Regions from separate parts of the Sus scrofa genome. Here region 1 is linked to region 2. A link is a contact called in public Hi-C data. All regions are on one chromosome and are shown on one strand. Each heading gives the region's core, a stretch centred on a gene start, on an enhancer-like site or on the middle of the called end of the contact. The rest is flanking DNA. Distances are from core to core; before and after follow the strand shown.

Region 1 (4,812 bases), core at 390-2,889, 74 kb before region 2:
CAGTGGGTTTAGGATGCAGTGTTGCCGTGAGCTGTGGTGTATGTTGCAAAAGCAGCTCAGATCTGGCATTGCTGTGGCTACATCTCCAATTCAGCCCCTAGCCTGGTAACTTCCCTATGCCATGGGTGCAGCCCTAAAAAAAAAAAAAAAAGAATTAATGGTAGTAATGAGCACAACTGACACCCTGATCTTGGTTTCTAAATAGTATTCTCCACTGAAAAGAAGGAAAAGTCCTTGGAGAAATGGTTGATTTCAGAACTGGGACAGGTAAAATTTCAAGAAAATGCCACCCTGGGGAACCTTGTTAAACTAGTAAGGAAGTACGAAAAGATGGAATTAGAAATATCATCATTTATCAACCATCATCTTATAGAAGAGACAGGCAGGGCTGAGACCTCCATGCCACTCCCTTTTTCCTGCCTTCATTGATGATGTGATGCCTGGAGCCACAGCAACCATCTTGCTACCATGAGAAAAAGGCCATGAAGTTCTCCTGTGGCCCAGTGGGCTAAGGATCCAGCATTGTCACTGTTGTGGTGTGGGTTTGATCCCTGGCCTGGGAATTTCCCTCTGCCTTTGGTCTGCCCATAAAACAATAAAAAAAAGTATCTAGCTTCTATCTTTGTTTCCTCTATTCTACTTCCTTCTATAGGTGATCTTTTTAAAAATGTTATAATTTATCATTTCACTTTTGAAAAATATAAGTACAACATGAAAGAACTTACCTAATGTAATTGAGCTGATTTACATATTCAGCAAAGGTGAGGAAGGGGGAGAAAGGAGTATTGAGACAATTCTCCATCCCACCTCAGGCTCTTTGCATGTGCTGAAATTTACCTAGGATTCTTTCCCCCTCTTTTCTCCTTGTGAACCTCTACTCACACCTTAGTTGTCAGTTCAAGTATTTTTGGACTTTCCAAATAGTCCATGATATGCCTCCCTCACTTACTACAATTTACCACCTTCGTAGTTAAATAATTACGTAACTGGCTGTTTAATGTCTGTCTCACTCCCTAGGTTGAGGTTCCAGAAGGCAATAATATTTGCGTTACTCAGCATTGCGTCCACAGCGCCTAGCACAGTGTCCCACTCGTAATAGACCCTCTCAATGGATGTTTTTTACATCTAGTGAATGAATCTATTACATGCATTAATGAATGTGAATGATGAATAAATGAGATTGGCTTTGACCTTCCAGGTCCCCTCTCTAGACTTCTGCTTCCTCTCTGTAAAATGTGATCGGATGTTTCATCCCTCCCCCAGGACTGATAAGGAGCTTAAAGGAGGTGATTGACACTTACAAATCCCTTTGCCTGTGTCAAGCTGAATTTTGTAACGGTTTTATTTATCAGCAAGCTCTAGTCGTCTGCAGGTGGCGCCACCAGCCCCGCGGGTACCCGGAGTCAGGATGGGGCGGGGCCGAGTCTGGGGCGGAGCCAGGACGCAGCAGGGGCGGAGCCAGTAGCTCCTGCGCCGCGGAGCCTGTGCGGCCCAGGACGTCCCTGTCGCCTCTGACCCCGCCTCCTAGGGCGGGACGTGCAAGGCAATTGGCCAGCATAGACGAGAGGCGGTCGCCATTGGTCCGTGGCACCGTCGGCTCGGCGGGCGGTGTCCGGACGCAGGTGCCGGCGGAGCGGAGCTAGCGGCGCTGACGGGACCGGCCGGGCCGGGACCAGGGCCGGGGCGAGCGGAGGGGCCTGCGCGGCTGCCCGGCCCGGCCGCGGATCAGGTAGGCACGGGCGAGAGGATGGGACCAGGGGGTGCCGATCCGCGGGCCGGCCCCTAGTTTGAGGCCCGAGCCTGACCCCCAGGCGGGACCGCCGGAGTCGGACCCTCGGCCTCAGCCTTCCCAGGGACTAAGGGATCGCAATTTCCCTTTCGGAGACGGCAGGAGGTCCCCCGGAGTCGGACACACAGTAGGTGTCTCTCTGAGTTGGATTTTCTTATCCATGAAACCGGGTCATCCCAGCGCCAACCTAATGGGGCTGTTGGGAGGATTCCGGAGGTGGCAAATGAGGAAAGCGCTGTGCACACAGTAGGCGATCAGTAAGTGACAAGTCACCTTCCCCAACCTCCTTTTCAGAGGAAATTGTAAATAGAATAACACAGGCACTTGCTTAGCAGAGTGCCTGGCTGTTAGAGGGTGCTCAAAACGGGATAGCCAGAATTTATAGGATTAGCTCATTTTGTCCTCTAGGGACAATATTAGGTAGAAGTACTAAAAATGTTTCCTGCTATATGGATGAAGAAATCAAGGCTCAGAGTGGTCTAGTCTTTTGCCCAGGGCTACAAAACAACTAAAGATCAGAGCTGGGCTTAGAACCTGGCCTCGGTACAGGGCCATGCAAGTACTGAAGGGCACATGGGAGCTTCTCTGTGGTAAGTGAAGAAAAATGAATGCATTTCTTAGGCTCCACATTTAACCTAAAACAACAACAACAACAACAACAACAAACTAATGAGCATTTGTTGAGTGCTTACTGTATGCCAGGCACTGGCTGTGCCTTGTCTCATCAAACCTTGTCAACAGCTCTATATGCTGATGACAGTAATTAAACTAAAAGCTAATATTTATCAACTCATTCTTATTTATGCGTGTAAGAGCTGGAACCCCCATTATACAGAAGAGAAAAACCGAGGCCCAGAGAGTGAAGCAGCTGTACTGAGATGATACTGTGGGGAGTTAGGGTCCTCTGACTTTTCTTCCCTCAGTTTCCTGCCCTCAAATAAAGGAGGCTGGGTGGGTGTGGAAAGGTTGAGCCCAGGGCAAGTTTTGCTGGAGGAATTGAACCTGGGAGCTTCTTCTCAGGAAACCCCTCAGCAGACACAGTCCACTAGCTTTGCAAACTTATCTGACAGAGGGGAAGGATGAGGTCCAGAGAAGCTCAGTGACTTGTCCCAGGAGATACAGCATCAGCAACAGAGTCAGGACCTAAAAGAACCCAGGTCTTTTCAGTCCCAGAACCACTCACTAGATGAAGTTCAAATCTTGACACTGTCCGTCTTAGCTGTGAGATCTTGGGCAAGTAGTTGCCCCTCTCTGAGCCTCAGTCTCCTCACCAATCCAATGGAGGTAATTATTGGACTTAGGTCATAGGTTTGTTGTGAAGACTTAATGAAATCCATCTCCAGTTGTTGGGCCAAGTTTGATTCGCTCTCCCATTCCAGCAGCCTCAGAGCCAAGTCCAGCCTGCAGCCACCCTATCCTTGCATCCAGCCTTGAGTTTGGCCTCTTCCAAGTCCAAGCCTCTGTGGTCTTCACAGATATCTAGCCTTTAAATATCTCTGATTCCCATCATGGGTTCTTTCAGACCAGTGTCTGGGGAGCAAGAGACCTGGCTCTCTTACCCTGCTCTTACACAGAATAGGGACTGAGAAATGAATGCAGCAACTCTCTGCCAGACACAGGGCCAGGCACTGGAGATGACCAATGAGTAGAAGGCAGACATGGTCAAACCAGTAGACAAAGAAATAAGAGCATTTCAGAGTTTTCATTGTGGCTCAGTGGGTTATGAACCTGAGTAATATCTGTGAGGATGTGGGTTTGATCCCTGGCCCTGCTCAGTGGATTAAGGATCTGGCATTGCCGTGAGCCCCGGTGTAGGTTATAGACACAGTTTGGATCCTGTGTTGCTATGGCTGTGGTGTAGATGGGCAGCTGCAGGTCTGATTGGACCCCTGGCCTGGGAACTGCCATATGCCAAGGGTGCAGCCCTAAAAAGACAAAACAAACCAACCCAGTAGATGAAGAAATAAGAACATTTCAGAGAGGGGCACATTTTGTGATGGCAATAATGTGGACACCAATGGCACTTTGGCTGAGGTGGTCAGGGAAGCCTTCTCTGAGGAGGTGACCTTTGAAGGAGACACTTAAAACAACTGTTTGAGTTCATTAAGCTTAGTCCAGTACACAGCTTGCAGTAGGTACTTAATAAACAGTACCTGCTAGCTGTTCCCTGGTGGCTCAGCAGACTAAGAAGCTATAGTGCTGTGGCTTGGATGCAGCTGTTGTCTAGGTTTGATCCCTGGCCCTGGAACTTTTGCCTGCTGTGGGCTTGGCCAAAATAAAACAAAACCAAACAAAAAGAGTAGGTGCTCTTATTATTTTGGTGATTTGCAGGCCTTGCATCAGCAGAGTTACCAATGTTTTTCATTAGAAATGGCAGAACTTAGGAGTTCCCCTTATGGTGCTGTGGGAACGAATCCGACTAGTATCCATGAGTTGAGGGTTCGATCCCTGGCCTCACTCAGTGGATTAAGGATCCAGTGTTGCCGTGAACTGTGGTATAGTTTGCAGATGTGGTTTGGATCCCACGTTGCTGTGGCTGTGGTGTAGGCTGGCAGCTGCAGCTCTGATGTGACCCCTAGCCTGGGAACTTCCATATGCCATGGGTGGGGCCCTATTAAAAAAACAAAAGAAATGGCAGAACTTAACATACAGGAGCTGTGATGATTCTTGTGATTCCCAATTACTTGCAGACATGGAAATGCCCATCCTTGGAGGAACAGAGGGGTGAATTCCCTTCTGCGTGCATCCCCTTGGGTAGCCCAGTGGCTTCCCTGCTGACCTCTGAGTTGGAAACTCTGGTTACAGACGTTCGGAGGGACAGCAGTGTATACAACATGGCAGGCTGGCCACTGCCCTGCGGATGTTATCTCGGTCACACAGCCTTCCTGCTGGGCTCGTCCTGCCTCTGGGCCGACACTTGCTTATCTGGCTGACAGCAGCCCAACTATGGAGGCTCAGAAGGGCCTGCTGGGGAGTTTCCTGGTGGCTCAGTGGATTAAGGATCCAGCATTGTCACTGCCATG
Region 2 (4,959 bases), core at 1,604-4,103:
TGGAGGGCTTCTTGGGCAGATCAGTGAACTCGGGTTGCAGGGGTTTCTTGGGGTGCTTGACTGCTACGTTTGGGGTAGGTTTTTTTTTATTTTGGGAGGTACCTCTACTCCCCCTTCCCCCAGTGCCTGTGGAACACCACTGCCAAGAGGGCAGCAACTTGTCCCATGCGTTGCGGTCCTCCCAGTGCCTGGCACACAGTAAAGATGCTCAGGAACTCTTGAAATAAAGAACATTGAGGACACACAGAGACGGGCACATACTCAGCCACGTCCATTCAGACCATCACGTTCTCATGCAGACGCACACAGAGTAACCCTGAGAAGCCTGGAGGCAAATGTGGGCACAGGACCTCACTGTCCTAGATGCCGAGGACCAGCGGCAGGCCCCCTGGGCACAGGCGTGACCATGGCTGGCACACCAAGTCAGCTCCAGGTACTGTCTGGACCCACCTCTCACCACCAATCCCAAACACAGGAGACCCACAGGTAAGGCCAGGCCTGCTCTGACGGACAAATTCTCCCGGAGATGGCCCTGCCCCAGGCCCCCAAGCCTGGCTCCACCTGGGGTCTAGGAGCTTGGGGCAGGGGAAGGGCAGCACCTCTTGGACGTGGCTCCGCCTGCGCCTCACTGTCCCCCAGCCCAGAGAACAAAGATAGGTGGTGATTCCTGTCGGGAGGCCTTTCGTGAAAGCCCCCAACCCCGGCGGGTTGGGGCAAGGCTCCCTCTGTGACCCCCGGGGCCAGAGAAGTCCAAGTCAGCAGGTCATGCCTTGGGGGATGGCTGGGGAGCGGGGGTGGCCGGCAGCGGGTGCATGACCCACTTTGTCACCCACAGGAAGCCCTTCCTGCTTACCCTGGCTGCCTGTGACCAGGTTGCTGTTCATGCTGACCTGGGGGGTGGGGTGTTGTCTGGGCAGGCCCCCAGTTCCCCTTATAGTCACAGTCTCAGCGGGCCACAGGCCCCTCAGCGCCTGAGCTGTCCCAGAGGTGGGTCCTGACTCCTTCCCATTTCTGGCGTTCGTGTCAGTCATTCCCGCGCCCCGGACAGATCGTCTGCCCCTCTGCCGCCCCCGCTTTTGGAATGTGCCCGCCAGTGTCCACCTGTGGCATCCCTTGCCTCCAGCTGGCCAGTGGGGGACATTCCCAGGGCTTGGAGACTCACCATGGCTGCAGGTGGGTGACGGGCCACGGGGCAAGTGGGATCCAAGCCAGAGCCACCGCCCTCAGGAAGTGACTGCAGCTTCTGCTCCATGGGCCCCGGGCCCCACGGGGTGGGGTCTGCTGGCCAGGCGGGGAGGGCAGAGGAAGGAGAGGAGGCGGGGACAGCCTTGGCCCTTCCTCAGATCCCGTCCCCCTCCCTCCCGCCCCATGCCCTGCTGTGTGCTGACTTCCCGACTCCCTGTGCCAGACCTTGAGGACCTTCTGCCAACAGAGGCAGGCCAAGGCCAAGTCCAGCCAGGGCCTCCGTCGGGGTGGGCGTGGGGGTGGGGGGCGGCCAGTTCTCCGTGGAGCAGGAACATGGTCAGCTCTGGGCTGGGAGAGCCAGCAGCCAAGCGAGTCTGCTGTGTGAGGCCCGCCTACTGACTCTTGTTGCCTCAATCCCCCTTCCTCATTTCAACACTTCCCTTTGGTCCAATTTGCAGCTCTGAGCAGGACTTCCTTGTTACGGGAGAGATGTAACACTGGCCGAGGGCCTGGCCAGGATGGCAGATTTGGTGGAGTTGGGGGGTGGGCGGTGTCCAAGGCCTTTCCTCTGGGAGAGGGAGGGAGTCTGAGGACCACCCCTAGGCTCCCAGAGGATAAGGGAGGGAGGACAATGGGGATGGTTGGGAGGCCAGCGAAGAGGGGGTGAAGGTGGGCAAGACCAGCCCTCTCAGGGTCAGGCCCCGCCAGACCAGGGTAACCCTGACAGCCATGCTCAGTGACTGGGGCTCAGAGAGAAAAGGAGGAAACACCCAAGGAGAAACTTCTATATTGGAGTCGCTAGAGGAGGATACAGAAAGACAGAAGCTGGAGTCTGTGGGTGGTTCAGTGGGTTAAGGATCTGGCGTTGTCACTGCAACAGCTCAGGTCACTGCTATGGCGTGGGTTTGATCCCTGGCCCTGGAACTCCCACATGCCGCAGGTGCAGCCAAAACAAACAAACAAAACCACCAGAAGACAGAAGCTCCCAGCAATTCTGACTTAATTGGCCTGGGGTGTGGCCTGAGTTAACACACCTTCAGGGTGATTCTAACGTGCAGCTGAGAAGCAAGACCCCCTTAAAGTGTAGGCTGTGCCTCAGGTCAGAGGTGGCACCTCACCTCGGATTCTGAAACATCCAGGGGGATGCCCATACTGCTGGTCCGAGGATCACATCTAGAGAAGCAAGAACAGAGAAGTTTCCAGAAGGATCCAGATGAGACAGGGACAGAGGCTGGATGTTGCATTCTTAGCAGATGCCCTTCATTCACCTGTGCCTCGAAAACCACAGGCAGCCACCTCTGCCAATATGTCTGCTTTAAGAGTACAGCTCAGGGGTTCTGGAGCCTCTGCAGCTATGTGTCCCTGTTCCTGCACCAACAGACATGCACCCTGGGTCACGTTCCCAGATGTGGGTTCCCCTCACATCTGGAACAGGAGGCTTGGGAGGCTGGGATGACAAGGTCTGGGTGCTGGAGCAGCTCAGCCTGTTTAACTTGAACCTACAGTTTCGGGTCACCCTGGCCCCTGGGGCAGCTGTGCAAGGTGGGTGGCGCTAGCGTGCACTCATTCATTCTCCCTTCAGACTGGCACTCCTGGGCGCCCTCTGCTGGGTGGAGCTGGGGCCCTAAGAGGACTCCGCTTTCAGGTATTCTGGAGTTGGGGTGGGGGACACTCTGTAGGGGTCATGGCTTGGTTGGCCAGAGGGAGGTCAGGGGCTTCAGGAGCCCAGAGGGGACAGTGGGAGCAGTAAGACTTCCCAGGCAAGCAGACAAAAGCTGGACATGAGTTGGGAGAGGGTGAGGGTTGGAAGGAGTTTTCAGAGTGACCCTGCTCCCTAGGCCTCAAGGTGATTTCAGCTTCTAGAGAAGGCAGTGAGGGGCCGAAGGGGGCCCATGGACCCACTGTACCTATAGGAGGGGCTGTGGCATCTACATGAGTGATGGGATTTGGGGGAGGTACCTGGACAAAGATGTTGGTTCTCTTGGTCTCTCTGGAAAGATCCTAATAGACTGGGAAGTGATGTTGCCTGGATCTGGGGGTGGCTGAGTGAGGGGCTCGATGGGGAGAACTCCTGGGGGCTGGGAATATCCTGGTACCCTGGAGATGGAACAACAGCCCTGTCCCTGGAGACACAGGAAAGGGTGGGCCTAGGGACATATTTCCAAGGGTGTCTAGGGTCCCTGGGAGCGTAGGAAGAGAAGAGAGTACCCTTTGGGCCTCGCTGCTTGGGTTTTCTCCTCAGTGGTACCCGTGCTCAGCTTCCATGGTGGTGCAGAAGCAGTGCGACTTGGAACTGAGCCTGGCTAGGCTGAAGGCTCCATCAGCTTACCCTCCTAGCCTCGCTTTCTCTATCTGTAAAGTGGGCCCTTGACCCACCTCCTTCCCAGGTTCTTGAGAGAGTCCCAGGCAGCCACAGGCTTGGTGGCTGGAGGGATATGAATGAACCACTTGCAAATGTTTCCCAAGCCTTCCACCACCCCTTCCTTTTTTTTTTTTTTTTGGCCACGGCCTGCAGTGGCTTGATGTGGGATCTGGGTTCCCAGGCTAGGGACTGAACCCGGGCTGCAGTGGTGCAAGCGCTGAGTTCTAACCACCAGAACCACCAGGGACCTCCCATCTCCCCACACTTCTTTGGATCCTCACAAGAACTCATCATGCACATTATGACACCCATTTTAAGGACTAGGAAAGTGAGACGCAGAGAGGTTGAATCTTCCCCAGATCATACGGTTGTGGTTTCAAGGCTTCTGGCTGAGAAGGGGGGAACTCAAGGGGGGCCTGGAAGGGCTGGTGGAGTAGACACCTGGCCCGAGCCACCTGAGCCTCAGCTGCAACCCCATCGAGGACACCAAAGCCCTGAAGCCCCTTGTGCCCTTGTGAGGCCAAGGGCAGTGGGGCAGGCAGGCGGGCAGACTGGCCCCTTGGTCGAGGTGGGCCAGGTTCTAAGGGCTCCAAAACCTCCCTACTGCCCTTCCCAGGAGAATCTGAAGGGCTTTTGGAACTTGGAACTGTTGACCTTTGATGAGACATTACAGCTGCACTAGGAGCAGGTGTTTGAGCCATTATCCCAGTTCAGCTACCTGGACGGCTTTGATGCTGGGGACCCTGTCTGACTCTGAGTCTGAGGCCAACACACAGGGGAATGAGGATTCTGAGGACTGGGGGAGGATGGTGAGGGAGGGCAAGGAGGAGATGGGAGGGTGGTGTGGGAGGGATGGGGCCTGGGGACTCCACCCAGGGGGTGACTAGTGTCTTGTTGGCTGCAGATACTGAGGTTGAAGAGGTGGCAGATGACAACTCTGGTAGCTTGGAAGACGGAGGAGGTAAGAAGGGAAGCGGGAAGGGATGGGGACCTGGTCCTTGGGTTCTGGCTCATAGGATGTTTATGTTCCCTAGGAAAAGGAGGAGGAGGGAGATGGTTCAAGATGAGGGCCTTGTGGGCCATGAGAACAGGCTCCTCATCCAAAGAGCTGTGGGGAGCCATTGAAGGGTACCAGGTAGGGGAGGGGCACAAATGGAAGAGACCCCTGATTCCAGGGGTGTTGCAGACTGGGGGAAGGGCAAGAGAGGTTGCCTCCTGTGCTCCAGGACTAGGCGAGGGTTGAGGCCTGGGCTAAGGGATCGCAGGGCTGGAAGGGGGCAAGATGCACAAGGTATAACTACGTCTTGAAGGATGACTGCCAACAAGATGTCAGACTTCCAGACTCAGGAGGCTTTGACCCATGGGGTTCTGGTGACAGCAGTATGGTACTAGATTTTGAACCCTGGCCCCAG

What was found. A called contact is a pair of places that touch in the nucleus more often than the background predicts.
Region 1: a contact with region 2 is called in a Hi-C map of skeletal muscle, with 5 times the contacts expected there. The contact joins the promoter of MARCH2 here to the promoter of PRAM1 in region 2. A contact is called at or near these places in 2 of 5 promoter capture datasets (fetal liver and liver), 27 of 47 Hi-C or Micro-C datasets (alveolar macrophages, blood, brain and 13 more) and 2 of 2 datasets of contacts at active chromatin or transcription factors (alveolar macrophages and skeletal muscle).

The regions. Positions count from the first base shown.
Region 1 is chr2:70,874,225-70,879,036 of Sscrofa11.1, reverse strand. It overlaps MARCH2 (membrane associated ring-CH-type finger 2), which reads left to right and starts at 1,639. Exons shown (of 5, transcript NM_001244915.1): 1 at 1,639-1,729.
Region 2 is chr2:70,800,986-70,805,944 of Sscrofa11.1, reverse strand. PRAM1 (PML-RARA-regulated adapter molecule 1) reads right to left here and starts at 2,853. Exons shown (of 9, transcript XM_021083887.1): 1 at 2,304-2,853. The coding sequence starts at 2,429. It overlaps ZNF414 (zinc finger protein 414), which reads right to left. Exons shown (of 8, transcript XM_021083890.1): 8 at 2,977-3,282. The coding sequence ends at 3,038. It overlaps LOC110259349 (a long non-coding RNA gene), which reads left to right. Exons shown (of 2, transcript XR_002341673.1): 1 at 1-433; 2 at 4,452-4,959.